Regions from separate parts of the Mus musculus genome. Here all the other regions are linked to region 1. Evidence: chromatin contacts called from public Hi-C and HiChIP or PLAC-seq data. All regions are on one chromosome and are shown on one strand. Each heading gives the region's core, a stretch centred on a gene start, on an enhancer-like site or on the middle of the called end of the contact. The rest is flanking DNA. Distances are from core to core; before and after follow the strand shown.

What was found. Hi-C and Micro-C count contacts between places; a contact is called where the count stands out from the background. HiChIP or PLAC-seq counts read pairs in DNA pulled down with a chosen protein or histone mark.
Region 2: an H3K27ac HiChIP or PLAC-seq map of microglia shows a contact between it and region 1, with 5 times the contacts expected there. The contact joins the enhancer-like site here to the promoter of Plppr4 in region 1. A contact is called at or near these places in 2 of 39 promoter capture datasets (cranial neural crest and hippocampal neurons), 3 of 484 Hi-C or Micro-C datasets (cortical neurons, embryonic stem cells and nephron progenitors), 2 of 115 datasets of contacts at active chromatin or transcription factors (embryonic forebrain and microglia) and 2 of 9 other capture datasets (adipose tissue and pancreatic islet).
Region 3: a contact with region 1 is called in a Hi-C map of cortical neurons, with 2.4 times the contacts expected there. The contact joins the enhancer-like site here to the promoter of Plppr4 in region 1. A contact is called at or near these places in 3 of 39 promoter capture datasets (hippocampal neurons, macrophages and stem cell-derived epiblast-like cells), 7 of 484 Hi-C or Micro-C datasets (Sertoli cells, cerebellar granule neurons, cortical neurons and 2 more), 3 of 115 datasets of contacts at active chromatin or transcription factors (SST interneurons, embryonic forebrain and forebrain) and 3 of 9 other capture datasets (adipose tissue, liver and pancreatic islet).

Annotation. Positions count from the first base shown.
Region 1 is chr3:117,359,489-117,362,663 of GRCm38.p6, reverse strand. Plppr4 (phospholipid phosphatase related 4) reads left to right here and starts at 1,788. Exons shown (of 7, transcript NM_177664.5): 1 at 1,788-2,640. The coding sequence starts at 2,416.
Region 2 is chr3:117,308,236-117,311,346 of GRCm38.p6, reverse strand. No RefSeq gene overlaps it. Among named protein-coding and RNA genes, the nearest start is that of Gm40130, 47 kb to the right of the region's middle. Within about 2 kb of position 1,711, at least 8 of the 459 cell types and tissues checked have an H3K27ac peak or open chromatin away from gene starts, as enhancers often do. A contact at or near this core is called in microglia, where this site is marked.
Region 3 is chr3:117,411,433-117,414,700 of GRCm38.p6, reverse strand. No RefSeq gene overlaps it. Among named protein-coding and RNA genes, the nearest start is that of Plppr4, 52 kb to the right of the region's middle. Within about 2 kb of position 1,385, at least 11 of the 459 cell types and tissues checked have an H3K27ac peak or open chromatin away from gene starts, as enhancers often do. A contact at or near this core is called in cortical neurons, where this site is marked.

The sequences.
Region 1 (3,175 bases), core at 539-3,038:
ACTCATCATATAGCTTTGGAAGCATGGTAGTTCCAGACAGCAGGAAGTGATGGGAGGAGATTGGCTCTCCATGAATAGTGGGAAAGGACACTTTAACTCAACTCATCAATTCAGTTTCCTTATCTGAAAATAAAAACTTCAGATGGGTGAAATATTTGGTAAACTATTAAAATAATGATGCATTCTAAAAATGAAATAACATACTGTAAAAGAAAAAAGAAGAGGCTGGAGAGATGGCTAAGCAGTTCAAAGCATTGCCTGCTCTGCTCTTCTAGAGAGCCTAAGTTCAGTTTCTCAGCAATCACATGGTAGCTTACAACTATCTATATAGGGTCCAATAACATTGTGTGGTATGTAGCATATATACAGACAAAGCACTCATATAAGTAAAAGGATAAACCTTTAAAATGGGAGGAGGAGGAAGAGGAGAGAGGGAGAAGAGGAGGAAGGGAGGAGGGGGAAAGGAAGTGGGGAAGAGGGAGAGGAGGAGAAGGAGAAGTAGGGGGATAAGGAAGGAGAAAGGGGAGGGGGAGGAAAGAGGAAGAAGAAAAGAAGAAGGAGGCAGAGGAGGTAGAGGAGGGAACTGAAGATTTGATTTGTGACCATTACTTAGTATGTCAAGAAAAATTTGACAGAGTTTCTAAATTTTGAGCAGAGTCATGAAGTATGTTAGTGATTAACTGTGCAATGTTGATAGAACTGCGTTCATCAACAGAGAGACATAGTAAGTACAAAGGTTTTGGGTCCCCTCACCATCAGAATCAGAAAAACTAGTGCAGTTCATCAGGTAGAATGTCCATCAGGATTCCAGGTAAAATAAAGAGGTGGGGGTGGGGGTGAGGGTTACACATAGTGGGAAGCTTCTAGAAGGGTTAACCAGAGAAATGAAATCAGTAATTGCTTTTCAGAAGTACCTTTGGGCTACTGTGTGAGGGGTAAGGCATGGCTTAAAATTTGTAAGGACTCTTTTTTTTTTCCTGCCAATCAAAACAAGACATGGTAGTGACCCGCGGTGGGGGGGGGGGGGGAGGGAGGGTGAGTACTCTGTTTTGAATAATAATATGGGATAATATAGTCTTTTTCTATAGCTTCTATTCTCTGAGTAAGATAAAGCTAGATGGTTGTGTGGCTTTTGAGAAGTTAGGAGAAGATATGTATGGAACCAAGACCAGCTAAGAAGGACACACTAGGTTTGGAAGGTGGGGGGACTTAAGCCATGGTCCCAAGGTCACGTGTTGTGGTTTTATTCTACTGTATTTAGCTGTTCAGATAAACATCTTATTTACCTGGGGTAGAGTTTCACTGAATAGTATGGTACATGAGCAATTGCACTGCAGGACTCTGAAACCTAATCTTGGCAGAAGGAGTAGAGGCAAGATGCCGCATGGGTAGTAAAATGTGAATGTTATGAATATGGCATCTAGCTTGCCAAAACCCCACTGGAGCAGCAATGGAAAAAGCCAGCTGAAAAGTAGGCTGGGGATTCAAAGTCGTGTGATTGACAGGGAAACTTTGGAAGAGCAAGAAATGACCTAGAACAGATAGGGACAGAAGTGGGTGATATCCCCATGTGTTGCTTTGTGTCCCTTGAGTGCTTCTGCTGTAGCACTTGACACTGATGGTTTGCGAAAAGAATCATAAATGTGAGAGCAACCACGGACCCTGACAACCAGGGCTTGGGCTTAGACTCCAGTGTTTGGAGTCATGCTTCCATAGTTACGGCTGTGATTCCCACAGTGCACTAGGGAATAAGAATGTGGTTAGAATATTTCCTGAGCTTTGGGGCCAGCGATGATGCCCCATTTACCCTTTCTCTTCAGATGCAGGAAATTTTCACTCTGTTCCCCAGCTGATTGGAGCTTTTTCTAGGTGCTTCCCTGGGAGTTACCTCCCTAGAGATCAGCAGGCAGGGCTGTCACGCTTGGGTAGCAGCCAGCTCCCAGTGAATTCCTTCTGTGGCCTACTTGTCCTTATGAAGTCCGAGTTTTAATTTTGCACAGGTAGGAGGTCTCTTTTGCTATGGATAGGGCGGATAACGGTGCTACCATTAGAAAACAGGCTTCTGTTTTCTAGGAAGGCAAGAGGAACCCCAGGTAGGGGACCTTGTGAGACCAGGTGACTTGGCTCCTCAGCCTTGCTTCTACAGAAACCAGGAGTGCTTCCCCCCACTCTTCCCTATTTTTGACGTCAAGCTCAACCAGCCAGCAGAGGAGCCTCACGGCTTGGGCGGTGGAGAGAGAGCCCAGGGAGAGTGGCAGGGAGGGGAAGCCATCTCAGCAACAGCTTGGAGAGGGAGCTGCTATCCCTTGCCCGCAAAACACGGACTAAAGCCAGGCTGAAGAAGACCTGCGGGCTCGGGCTCGGGGATCCGCGGGGTTACTGCAAAGAGGGGCGGGGAAAAGGCGGGGGCGCTGCATGCAGCGCGCTGGTTCCAGCGGTGCCCGCGGGGAATGTGACATCAGCGGCGCCGGGCGCTTGCGGCTGGAGCAGGCAGCTCGCCTCGGTGGCCGCACGGTGCACACCTCGCCCGGGGGAGGACTTGGAGCCCGGCAGGCGGCCGGGATGTCGGCGAAGGAGAGGCCAAAGGGCAAAGTGATCAAGGACAGCGTCACCCTCCTGCCCTGTTTTTATTTCGTTGAGGTGAGTTGGCCCAGCGCCCTGGCATAATGCAGATCTTTCCGGACAGCTCCGGAGCTAATTCGGGTCCTGGGCGGGATTGGTGACCACACCGGAGCACCAAGGGCTTGAGCCACTGCCTTTCCTAAATGCTCGACCCTTTCCCTTTCCTCCCACAGGTTTTTCTCCAGAGCTCCCCTGAGTCTGCCTGTGGACACCTGCCAGCACCGCCTGGTTATCACTAGGGGCGGCTTGCTGGGTGGCCTTCCAGGAAGGGATACCTGTGAGAGTACTGGTCTAGTTTTTGGCCCTGTAGCGCCAGTTGTGCACAGCATATATCAGTGCCCCAGAGGGGCCATGATGCCTGTATTTTGAAATTTGTGTTTTTCAATTTGCTGACTATTTCTAGAACTCTGTGAGCTTTTGGTGGGAATTCAAAAGCATACAGTTTTGCCTAGACTGTAGGACCAGAAATGTTTATGTGGTATTAGGATTATCGGTGGCTTCTATTAACCCCCCTAAACCCGTCTCCTACTACAGTTGCTATGGTACTTCATCT
Region 2 (3,111 bases), core at 462-2,961, 51 kb after region 1:
TGTTGGTAAGGTACCTGCTGAGCATGGGGCCTGCCATGGTGTGGTGGGTATGTCCAGTGAGACTCCACTGGAGAAGATAACTTTTCCTTTGCTAGTGAGTATTAATTGCACATAGCTTCTTGGCTAGGGCTGGGAGTCTGTGACTACTTCCCACTCTCAATGCTGGGTCCCCATCCGGCTTGAACCTGAGCCTTGCACAATCTCCCACAGTATCTATGAATTCATGCATGCATCATCATACTGAATCTGGAAGACACTGGGAGGCTTGCTATTCTTTTGAACTCTCACAATATCTTTTGTAAGGCAGCACCTGCTACTTCAGTGGGCTGCAGGGAAACACTGAGGTCTCATCCTAGAGTAGGTTAATCCTTGTTATTATTTCTCATTGTCATGGAAATGTCTCCCTACTTGCTGGAATTCCACATTCTCCAAATCTCAGCCACACCCTCTGTTAAACTCCAGGTGAGGAGTGCACTCTAGTTGGTCCATCGCCACCTCACACAACTCACTCTATAAATGACCCATGTCAGAGTCACCAGCTCTCCTCCCAACTGCATTCTACATTTTTATGGAAAACATTCACAAATTCTATTGCCTTAACACCACAATGGAGCTAAAACTCATTAGACATATGCCCTAGTCTTCCCCTTCAGTCCTGGGATCATCAGTTTTCAACCAACTGTTATACCATAAATAAGATACCGTTTCACACCTGGAAGCTCATGAATGAGTAGAGAAGTAAGAGATAAGGAAAGAAAAAAGCTCATTTTGTATGGATAAGATTCACAAAGAACGGAAACTGTTGCCCTCTCTTAGAATGGTTTGGCTCTTAGAACCCAAAAGGTAGGAATTTGGCTCTCAGCTGACAAAGGTTTTGCTTGTTTGTTTGCTCTTCAAAACAAGTTTCTCCCAGGCTGTCCTGGAACTTACTCTGTAGACCAGGCTGGCCTTGAACTCAGAAATCTGCCTACCTCTACCTCCTAAGAATTGGGATTAAAAGCATGTGCGGCCATGCTCCTCCTCAAGTGGTACTATTTTTATATAATAATAGAATCAAGGCAATTTCATTTTAATATTCAAATGTGATTATCTCTTCAATTTCATTAGTCTTCTTGTTTTAGGAAAATATATCATAAGTTATCCTTTAATCCAGTGACTACAACCAGGGCAGAATCTCCACTATTGCTGGATAACATGGAATTAAGAAAGGCATATATATATATATATATATATATATATATATATATCACTGAAAACTCAACTTAGAATTTAACAGAATTTTCCAGAAATCAATTTTCAAAGATAAACTTCTGAATCTAATATAGACTTTTACCTGGGTATAAATAATCTACTCAAGACGAACAGACATGGGGATGCCCTTAACTATCTACATAACCTAAAATAAAAAACCAATAGATTTTAAAGGTGTTTGGTGGAACAGGTGCATTCAGTCAGGGTGTCATCAGGATATGAATGATATCTATGCAAGATTTAACTGAAGAGATGAGTTACAGGAGTGTGAACAGTGTTAGCAGTCCAGGAGCCAGAGGACAGCACAGTGGCAGCCATATTGCGGCAAATCGCTATGCTCTAAAAAAAAAAAAAAAAAAAAAAAAAAAAAAAAAAAGGTGAACTTGAGTATTGTTGAATGGCTGCTGTTATCTCCAGATAGTGGAGGAAGAAGAGCAGCATATCTAGTAAGCCCCCACCTTGGGAGAGAGATGAACGGGTTTTCCCACTCTGCCTTGATATGAATGAAGAGAGAAGATTCCTCTTGAACCCCCTTCAACCCCAACTGCAGAAGTGGTGGCTCATACACTAAAGGAGAAGACTCAAACTGAGGCGCAGGTAGTGGGTGAACCAGTAGATGTTTCAGTAGATGAGAAAGGGGAAGTGGAAAGGAAGGACATGCAACAGAGTGAAGTGCCCACCGAGCCTAGCAGCAACAGCAAGAAACTGTCCCTGGGACTTGATGTAGAAGTCTTGGGCCAGCATTTCTCCACTCTTTGCCAACCTTTGAAGCCTTTTGGGGTGAATTCCTTCCTGGAATAGGCAGAAGCCTTATTGGAAGCCAATCTCACACATAATTCATTGTTGCAATTGGTTTCAAGAATGTGTATAAAGGTACAACCCATAAAGTTGAGATTTTACTGGGGGGTTGGATAACAGTGCCTTGCACATGTTCCTGGGTTGCAGTAGGGGAAGATTACACAGCAGCAGGCTAGAGCCTGCCAAGACCTTCTGTGTATGCTCAGGGCTCTGCCCTTCCTCTTTCTTAGTTTAGCTATCTCATACTCAGCTGCAAGCCCCTATGTGTTCACAACCTTGCTGTTTTAAACCCCCCAAAAATGTATTTTAACCACAGCATCCTGACCGTATATTGTGTTGTTTGCTATTTTGGTAACAGCTCTTATGAAATGAATTTTGTGTCTTCAAGGGTCACATGCTGAGGACTTAACCTTCAGAATATGACAATATGTGGAGACAGTTTTTGCAAAGACAGTAAATTTACATGAGTTACAGAGAGGCCTAGTACAGTTTAATGATGAAAAATTTGGACACAGATATATCTCAGGGGATGATGATGTGGAAAACACAGAAAGAAAATGGTCATCTCCAATCCAAAGAGAAAGATTTAAGTCCTTTCTACTTCAGCCCTCAGAAGAACTAGGAATTCTGATTTTAAACTCTATGAATAGTATAAACAGTTTAGTATTTGTGATCTAGATAAGATAGTGTATAGTTAAAATATTTTAGATACTTAGGAAATTCACACACATAAAACATACTCTTACACAATGTAACAAAGGCATAAAAGTCTATATATTATGGTGCAGAATAACAAATGAAACTGTGGATTCAGTGAGGTAATTTCTCTGTAATTTTAATTTATTCAGTTAAGAAATAGTAATCTTTGTAACAAATTTCATTACTTGATAGAGTTCTCAAAATAACCCTAATTCTCACCAAAAACATAACAACATATGCTAACTGATTTGATCAGAAATTATTTCTCTTATAGAAATATATGTTTAACATATGTTTTGCTTGTAAATTACATATTTTTGGTGGCAGGAAGATGGTATTGAGACAGTTTCTTGTAGCCCTGAG
Region 3 (3,268 bases), core at 136-2,635, 52 kb before region 1:
AAAGAAGAAAGAAAGAAAGAAAGAAAGAAAGAAAGAAAGAAAGAAAGAAAGAAAGAAAGAAAGAAAGAAAGAAAGAAGAAAAAGTAAAAAGAATGTGAAATTCAGAGGATGACATGGGAACTCCGGCTTCTAGAAATGACATAGCTTTTACACACATGAACTATCAGAAGTTATGCTTACCTGGATAAGACTGGCACAAGATTAAGACATTTAAATTCCAACACTGACAGGAGAGGGGCTCCCGAAGTCCTGTCTGGAACTGAGAAGCTATTGGTCATTGATTGTTGGTGAGGGAGAGTGAGTTGTTTATCCTTAAGGGTGTGGTAATGATAGATTGTCTATGCCCCATTGATGGCCCTATATCCATGATCATGTGGGCAGCACTAACTGGACTCAGTGGAATCAATGTAAATGTCTATTGCATATGTACACACACACACACACACACACACACACACACACAAACACATAAATTTCGAGTTTATGAAATTGAGACAGATGTATTAGAAGGTGCCTAGTAAAAGTAGGAAAGGGAAAAAGAAGGTGAATTTGATCAAGACATTGTCCACATTTATAAAATTTCAAGAGACAAATAAAAGTATTAAAGATAAAAAATAAAAACACAAATTAAAAATTCTTTAGACCGTAATCAAAGCAGGGAAGCTAGGAGTTGTGCTCTTAAGAGACATTGGTTCTCCTCCAGTAGCCTGTTTGTCTCTCCTCTACCCAACACACTCAGGCCCACACAGACACACAGACAGAGCTCATGTTCACACAGAAGAAATCCATGCACATACTAAGGCTCTTCCCAGATGCTATTTCAAGGCTGACAGCACAGTCAGTGTCACACCCTTCCTGCCAGCTTTCTGCTACTGCTCACGTTTTAATTCTTGTATCTTCCCCATTTGGGGAATATATGTCACATGCAACCTGACCTTGTTAAACATTTGCATCTAGTCTGAATTGCTATAAGATGTCCTAAATGTCCTTGACTTCTTTAACTAGTAATAAGCAACTACCTCTACATAAGACACACACACACACACACACACACACACACACACACACACACACACCACATATCAGACCTATCCACTCAAACATGCATGGCATCTCACATTTTTAAACCCTGCCATTACTGTCATCTTGATCTAAATGTGACCCATTTGAAGTGCAGACCAATTTTACAGCTCTGTGGAGTGGCATTTTAAGGCTCATTACAAGGCCTAAAATGATTTGCATCTCCTCCTACTCTAAAATATAAGCTTTTTAAAAATAAAGTCTCTCTAAAAATAGAACTGTTCTGAAATTACACAGGGCACATAATTAAGTGGTACACGCTGGAGCACTCAGAAGCTTCATCAGTCTCTGGGAACTCTTGCTGTGACACTGACATTCAGAAACTACAGTCTTGATTCTGGAACCATCAGACCAGTGGACAAGGTAGCCACTTGTCCACTTCCCAGAGTAAAGTGTGCAGACCACTGCACAAGGTAGCTACATGTACAGCCTCTCTGGATAAGCTGAGACTACACAACTGAGGAAGACCCAAACCACTCTTTTGTCCTCAGCACAAAACCACTGAGCTGTGAGTAACTAGAATTTCCACTGTGCCTTTAGCCATTGTCCCACTTGAAGAAACCGGGCTGCCTTTTCCTTTTGCTTCAGAGTAGCTGTTGATACAGCACCAGAAAGTTGGCAGCTGAAGGGAAGTGGAGCTTCTTTCAGGGCAGCAAATCTACTGATACGCACATGGGGTTTTCAGTCCTTGGCAAACTTGGAGCCTGGGAACGACAGAAGAGCAGGTAACAAGAGGAGAATATGCCTAACGTCTCTTACCTGCCGCCAGGCTGCAGCTCCTCTTGCCTCTGCAGAGTGCCAGACAGGGTTACTTTAGTAGGCAGCCAGTGAGGGGCATCAATATTTAAATGGGAAAAGGGGCATGGTAGGAGGGGGTGAGGACAGAGCAAGGACTGAGAAGCAATCTTTGCAGAAAGAGGCCAGAAAGTATCCACTTTCTTTCTCCAATGACTAATTGTCTCTGGGCTTTGAGGATGAGTGACAAGGCCTGGCAACCCTTTTCTGGACAAGAAGAGGAATGACAGGAGGAAGGAGAAAGGGTAGAAGGTTGGGCTATGGAATAAAAGAAAAATATAGAAAAGGGGGCAAGTGAAAAGAAGGATGGCAGGGCAGGAAGAAATAAGCATCTTAGGGGAAAGGAATAAAAGAACAGAAAGAGAAGTTTAATAATAAAAATAAAAGTCGGAACATAAATATGTTGAGTGATGGGAACAAATTCATATAAAGTCAAATCTTGGAGGAAGGTCTTTTGTTGTTAGTGGTGGTGGTGGTTTTGTTGTTGTTGTTGTGTTTTGTTTTGTTTTTACTTTTCTAAACAGAGAGAAGCAAAGATGAATGATCATTTATTTCGTAAAGAGTGCTGAATGGCATGGTATGTGAAAATCCAGGATCAGTGGTGGTACAAAATTAGGAATGAAGGCATACTGGGCTAGCACTGAGAACGAATGTGGGGCCATGCATTGCAGTCTAAGATGTCACGTTCAGCTTTTTAAGGAAAGTAGCCTCATTTTCGCCTTGCTCATCTTGACACAAAGGGTTCATTGTCAGAAAAATTATTTGTGGTTATTTTATATAACGATCAGACAACGAAGCTTCTTCATTCTTTAGAGCTGAAAATGCTTTTGTTAGAGTTCATTTATAATAACAGAGGGAGAAAAATAAACAAAAAAGAAACAAGCAGAAAGGAAGGGACCCTGGGACAGTGTAACATCCTGGCAGAAATGGAGATATTGAAAGAAACGTGTGTGTCCCTCCCTTTGGCTCAAGGACAATTGAAACAATGGACCTTAAGAAATTCAACTTTCTCAGCTAGTCTCATACTGGAAAAGGAAAAACCTGAAGCTTGGTCTCAGCAAAAGAAGAAACTTGTCTCCCAGGGTGGGTGTGGGGCAAAAAAATAATAATTTTCATTATAGTAGACGTTGGGGACAAAACAGTGGGTCAATGGTGGAGTGATGGGTGAGACCTATCTGGACAGAACTGCTTGGTTGCACATACCCCTTGCCTTCTATTTAAACCTAAACTTCATTCCTTCATTTCAGGTTCCAGCTTCTGGGCTTAGAGCAGGGGTCCCTGGACCTTTGTCCCTCTTCCTAATGTGGCCACCTTGACTAGATCATACTTTGTTCTTCATAATCACCTGTCTCCTAATAAAAGTATTGAGGATGAGTAGCTTAACCTGACAGGG